Regions from separate parts of the Gossypium arboreum genome. Here region 2 is linked to region 1. A link is a contact called in public Hi-C data. All regions are on one chromosome and are shown on one strand. The core of a region is the stretch at or near the end of the contact, and the rest is flanking DNA. Distances in the headings are between cores, read along the strand shown.

Evidence for each region. Hi-C and Micro-C count contacts between places; a contact is called where the count stands out from the background.
Region 2: a contact with region 1 is called in a Hi-C map of leaf, with 5 times the contacts expected there. The contact joins the promoter of LOC108486658 here to the promoter of LOC108486164 in region 1. A contact is called at or near these places in 2 of 5 Hi-C or Micro-C datasets (both in leaf).

Annotation. Positions count from the first base shown.
Region 1 is chr6:120,749,793-120,753,489 of ASM2569848v2, reverse strand. LOC108486164 (20 kDa chaperonin, chloroplastic-like) reads right to left here and starts at 1,922. Exons shown (of 9, transcript XM_017790034.2): 1 at 1,676-1,922; 2 at 1,050-1,305; 3 at 630-967; 4 at 404-506.
Region 2 is chr6:121,137,762-121,140,990 of ASM2569848v2, reverse strand. It overlaps LOC108486658 (probable polygalacturonase), which reads left to right and starts at 1,515. Exons shown (of 5, transcript XM_017790825.2): 1 at 1,515-2,584; 2 at 2,865-2,985. The coding sequence starts at 2,186.

The DNA.
Region 1 (3,697 bases), core at 673-3,172:
GATAGACTACAACAACGAATAGATAATTAGAGTATCAAATATCTCTTACAAAGAGGTAAGGAGGTTTTTATCAAAGCTGATTTATAGTCTATACCAACCTGTTCAATGGTGTGTTTTTTGCTTCCTAAATATTTATGCACGATATTAGAGGGTATAATTGCAAAATTTAGGTGGCAAACAAATAGGGGGAAAAAGGGGATTCATTGGTGTGCTTGGAAGGATATTTGCTTGCTAAAAGAAGTGGGTGGTCTAGGTTTTCGAAGTCTTGATAAATTTAATATCGCATTATTAGCTAAGTAGGGTTGGCGTCTTATTAGTTATCCAAATTCTTTGTTAGCCCGTATTTTAAAAGCTAAGTATTACCTGAATACAAATTTCTTAAATGCTCATTTAGGTAACTTACCTTAACTTACTTGGAGGAGTGTTTGGCCAGCAAAAAGGCTTCTGGAGGAAGGATTATGCTGGAGGGTTGGTAAAGGAGACCATATATCAGTGTGGACCGATCTCTGGGTGTTGGGTAAAGAAGAAGACAGAATACAAAATCACAACAGAAATGAAAATATCAGATTAGTGTCTGACTTAATCGATGAAGATAACAGAACTTGGAAGAGTTAATTGATTGTCCATACCTTTCATACGGATATTGCTAGGAAAATACTGCAAATTCTGTTAGCAAAATCCACTCATGAAGACTTTCAGGTGTAGAGAGGGGAGTCATTTAGAAACTGCTCAGTAAGAAGTGCCTATAAACTATTACAGGATACTACATTGAATCCTAGTAATTATATACAGGCCGATACTAAAAATTTTTACAGGAAATTGCGGAACCTATACATGCCTTCGAAATTCAAAATTACAGTGTGGAAAATTTTGTGGAATTACATCCCCACTTTTTCTAATCTGAAGATGAGAAGAGTAATGGTTGAGGATCAGTGTGGAGACAGTAACCATGTCTTCTGATTGTACCCTACAACGAAGGAAGTGTGGAGACATTTAAACTTCTCATGGGTTCTTAATAATAGCAATCCAGATTTTTGGACTTGGCTTACTTGGGTTTTCAATCAAGGGACGAATGAGCAATGTAGAATCTTTTGTTGCGGACTCTGGTTAATATGGACAAATAGAAACAAGTTAATCTATGAAGGCAAATGAAGCACCAGTCAAGATATCTCAAAACAAGTTACCAATTACATTTCAGAGTTTGATGGTATAGAGGACAAAGTACTTATCTTGGAAGCAAAAACGAGACCTATACAGAACATGTAGAGGGCGAATGTGGCTATCTATTTTGATGTGGCTTTTGACCTACAAAATTTTAGATCTGCATCAAACCTAGTTGTTAAAGATGAGGGGGTAGAATCATAGCATTAAAATCAACTCTTCATTTCAACGTTGCATCTCCGTTTGGGTGGAAGCACATGTACGATTTCAAGCAAAAAACTTAGGGATTCATATGGGTTTTCATACTCTGGACATACTAGGAGACTCGAGAACGATAATAACAAAATGTCAAAGTGCAGATCGTGACAGATCAAATATCGGAGCAATTATCGGTGACATTCAAAGTCTAAAGACACATTTCCAAGAAATCAGATCCCATTTCATCCCAAGGACAAAAAATACATGCGCTCATCTATTAGCAAAAGCAGCACTCAAGAATGGCAAGGAACAATACCTAGAGGGAGGGATTCCACGATCGATTAGAAGAGAAATAGAGAAAAATTTCCTGGAACTTTCAGATTAAAAGAGAAGAAGAAACGACTAAGACCATCGGAATGAAAGAGGAAAAGAAGAGTTTGTGACTTTTGAAATGGAAGAAAAGGAAATGGTTCCGTTTTGGAAATAAAGTAGATAAGCAAAAGATTTTTTTCAGAAGATCTGCTATCGCTTTACAGCTGTCTCGGGGATATGAATTGGCAGTATCATTATGATGGCCAGCTGTACCCGACGACTGGAGTATAGATATAGGTTTATTATTTCTGTTCAGTTTTTATTTTTGAATTTATGGGCCAATCTGATGGCGGCCAGTTTTTGTTATTTGTTTTCTTAGGCCTACTTAGCTAGAGTTAACCGAATCCAACATATGGGATATTTTTTTGTTTAAGATTTGAATTCATTAATCCAATTGAATTTTTAAAAAAAAAAAAAAAGTATACTCCTTCTCAAATTTATAAATAGAAAAATAATGCGCTTTAACGCACTTAAACTCATATTTTTTTACATTGACATTAATATTCATACCACTCAAACTAATGCTAAATCAACAATAGATGAATATTTAGTAATTGTTTTCAAAGTTAAAAGCACAACCATAGGTACTGAAATGCATAAAAAGCGGTCCATAATTATAAGGAAAAAGAGTATACTTCACAAAAATATTGATGTGTGGCGCAAAAAGAACATCATTTGTCACAAAAGAATCATCATTCACCAGTGTACTTTAAACTTTTTTTTAAATTTTCTTTAAATTTTTCAATAATATTATTAATTTCCACTGATTTCTTTTCAAATTTTTAATTTTTTTATAAATTTTATAATTCATATGTTTTTTTCTAGATTATATATATATATATATATATATATTCTAAACTTTATATATTTATTTCCATTTTTACATTTTTAATGTGTATATACAATTAATAAAGAAAATAGTTATTTTTGTATATAAAGGCACCTCGTGGTATTTTTTAATTGGCTATGAGAAAACTGGATTAAAAAATATCACGAAGGTATATTTTAGGTATTAAATTGAAAATTCAAGTGTTTTTAAGGTATAAAATTGAGGAAAAAAATAAGGATTAAAATGAGAAAATAAGTATACTTTAGGAGCTAAAATGAATGAAGCCTAAAATAAATAAAAACATATTATGTGTATATTAAGTCAAGTAGATTGAGGAAACATAATGGGAAATGGAATGTATTTACTTTCTTTGGGTTTGCAAGGTTAATAATACCGTAAGTTGTGATACCTTTTTGAAGAATAACTTGGATTGAAAAAAAGAATTGAATTTACTATTGATGAAGTTTACTAATTTGTTTTGGCTCCTGTTAGACGATTGAACTCTATGGTCGTCCATAGGAACACATTCATACTGACATGCCTGTAATTAAAAATGCCATCGGAATTATACTCACAAAAGGATTAGCATATGCCTAAATATAGAAAAAATTGCAGAATAATGAGATCCTTTTGATGCCAATAATTGGTAAGTGTTTTATTTGATGGGGTCGCTTATAAATATATCGAAGCTCAGCTTAGATGAATTTAAGCCATAGGCTTCCCAATGAAAAACATAAAAAAGTTTCTACTTTTTTGTTATTCTTGCTGCAGAATAAATAGGTCCTTGATATGTCTTAATAATTCGTGTCAGGAAAAATAGTGTTCTTTTATGATAAAAAACTGTCAAAAAATTTGATTCAGTTTCTGTTAAAATTAAGTGACTTGAATAAGTAAAAATCATATAGAACTACACTTCTTTTCTTACTACACTCTTATTAGAATATGACTTTACAAAGCCTATAATTAGACATAGTCTATTACTCTTGTATTAATTCGAATTTGACATAGTGAATTTTCTTCTCCTCTGCCCGTGGTTTTACCGACGTTGTATTTTTTACAGTTTTTTCTCTTGGTTGCCTTAGCTTTGTCGAGTTTATGCTCAGCAGTCAAGGTTGAATATGATGCTAATGCCATTAT
Region 2 (3,229 bases), core at 266-2,765, 390 kb before region 1:
GGTTTTCATTTTAGTCACTCAAGCGTTAAATCATTAACGATGATAAACTGTACATGCTAAATTATGTCCACATCATTAGGGGCGAAGCCATAAATTTTTTTAGGGGGGCAAGATTAAGTTATATTTTTTTATGAGAAATAAAATATAATTTTACGCTTGTATTAGCTTATATCTTTATGGTTTTCAAGAGGACTAAATCGAAATTCTAGCCTTTTGGGGGCCAAATTATAATTTTTCCATATATTAACTTATGATTTTATAAATTTTGGGGGACTAAAACAATAATTTTCCACAAGCTCTTACCTGGCCTCTTCCCCTTGCCCTGCATATCATGTTTACACTTTCATTTTGATCACCCAATTTCAGGTCACTTTCATTTTGATCACCCCAAAAATATCTTTTTTTTAAGTCTTGATTTGGGTAAAGTGAAAAAGTGATAAAAAATAAAATAATGCATTTAAAATTGTCAAATTGTACTTGTTTATCTCATTATTGAAAATTTTAATTTTTTTAATCTTGAAATTTTAAAATATCAAAATCAATTAAATAAATTGTTAAAATTTTTATCCTCGATAATATGAATCGATTTGTTATTATAATATTGAAATTAATTAAATTAATTAATTTAATATTCTTCTAAAATTTTAAATTTTATTTTATGTTTCAGATTATCCTTAATGAAATCAACTAAAATAACTCATATTTAATAATATTTAAAAATCTAAAGTTCCTTTAATTATATGATCTTGAATCCCACGTGCTATGCTAAAAGAAAAGAATTTATTTTCAATTAATTAAATTGATCGCTTGTTCTTGGTATGGGTAAAGAAGTGATGGAAAAAATTCGAGGTTTTGTTTGGCATGGAAGATCAAATTAACTAATTTAATTAATTGCAAGGATTTTTTTTCTTTTAAATTAACGTGAAAGATTCAACATCATATAATCAACAAAATTGTGAGTTTTGTTTGAGTTGAGTTCATTAAGCATAACTTAAAAACATAAAATAAAATATTATATTTTAGAAGGTGATTAAATTAATTAATTTCAATTTTAAAGTAACAAATTGATTGACACAATTAAAAGATAAATTTTTCCAACAATCTATAAGATTGATTTGAATGTTCTGAAATTTAAAATTTTAATTTTTAATATTTTTACATGATCAATATTTAAAAATGATATTTTTGAGCGGTGAAACTGAAAATAATTTAAAAGTTGAATGATAAAATAAAATATGTAGATATGATGTGGCACGGCCATTAAAATTTTTTTAATGACAAAATAAACAAGCAATTACATTAGACTAATGCAAATAAACACCATTTCTATCCATGTTGAATTCCAAGAGATGTATGAGTTCCCCCAGAACCTTCTCAAAGACCCATATATCTTTCTTCTTGTCAGAAATTATTTTGGTTAACGAATCTGGAATTCTATTTTCCTCCATGCTTTATTCTCCAATACCAAACTCACTTTAACAATTGGAGAATCCTCCTAACCAATGGTAAATTCAAACTTGCTGTCTGACTACGATAAAAACGTTCACTAAAAATAGTGACGGAACTACAAAAATCTTATTTTTAGGCGAGTAAAATGAAGGAAAAGAAACGAGAAAGTGGCCATTAAATCATGGCCCAAGGGGAATATGGGTGTAAAGTGTGAAGGCCGAACAAACAGTGTGAGATGGGCACATAAATAAAGATCCAGGTTTTAGTTGACACAGGTCAACAACCGGAAAATTTCGTATAACGAAAGAGTTTTTCGTGTTTGACGTCAACATCTCAACTACTGTTTTCAAAATGGTCAGATTGCAACTCTTCAACTATTTACCTACTACCGGACGATGATGGTGATGTGACTTTGCATCTCGCTGCCGTGACTGAAACCTCACACAATCCGAAATCCAATTACATCCTTCAAATAAACCACGCAGGCAACTTGATACCCGCAGTAAAAAAATCTAGTTTCATTCAACTCAAGAACGTCGACCTGCCCAAAGCTAGAAACTATGGACTTGGTTCTCCATTGACCATTGCGATCTCCCCTAGAATTGAAATGTACTCCATTTCCAATCGACCAAATCTGGCGGCTACTCATCTCCATCATCTCACCAACAAAGCACAACACCCCTTTTACTAAAAGGGCCAGAAATCGTTTCTTTTAACCAAATTCGCTAAACCCAATATGGCTGAGTCATTGCCGGTTGGGGGATTTCCGGCATTCCTTTCTTCGCATAAAACTCTGTTTATTGTTCTCTGGATCTCGGCTTTCGGTTCTGTTTTTCTATGGCAACGGGATATAGTTGGGGCTGGGTTCTCTGTGTTCGGAAAAGCTGGGCCGGGTCGGTCTATGTCCGGGTCCCGGCCTTTCGAGTTTAATATTACGGATTTTGGCGGGGTTGGCGATGGGGTAACGGATGACACGGCGGCGTTTGAGAGGGCTATCTCGGCCATCTCGAAGCTTGGGAAGAGAGGTGGTGGTCAGCTCAATGTCCCGCCTGGAAAATGGCTTACGGCGCCGTTTAATCTTACTAGTCATATGACTTTGTTCCTTGCTGAGGATGCTGAGATTCTTGGAATCCAGGTTGGTTTTTCCATTTTCATGAATTTTGGCAATGAAAAATGATATTCTCCCTCGTTATTTAACATGTTTAGTCGTTTATGGGTTGTGATTTGTGATGAAAGGGGACCAATATTTAGTGTGAAAAAAATCACATCATGACTATATTTAGTGACAACTTTGATCCTTTCCATGCAAATATGACGGTATTCCTGATTTCTCTGTGTTATCCGGCTATTGTGTTTAAAACTTTGGATTTTGGTGGATTCGATCTTGTTGTTTGCTGTTTCCCGCTATCATACAGGACGAGAAGCGATGGCCATTAATGCCTCCATTGCCATCATACGGGTACGGAAGAGAGCATCGTGGATCTCGGTATGGAAGTTTGATCCACGGCCAAAACCTCGAAGATGTTGTTATAACTGGTAAGCTTCTTCACCCCTGCCCCTAATAGGTTTCTCATTAAATTGTTTGAATGAAAAGGTTGCTCACCTGATAGAGCCAGCCAATTTACCTATTCTATGTCATAGCACCTACTTGTCGATGTCTCAAAAATACAATTTTAGACTGGTCTGAACCTGTTTTCTGCACCCTTTATACCCTGGCTTACTGCTTATTCAAAGTAGTTGCTACTACTTTTTTTTCGGATGGAGAAAAGTGGAAAGAAAC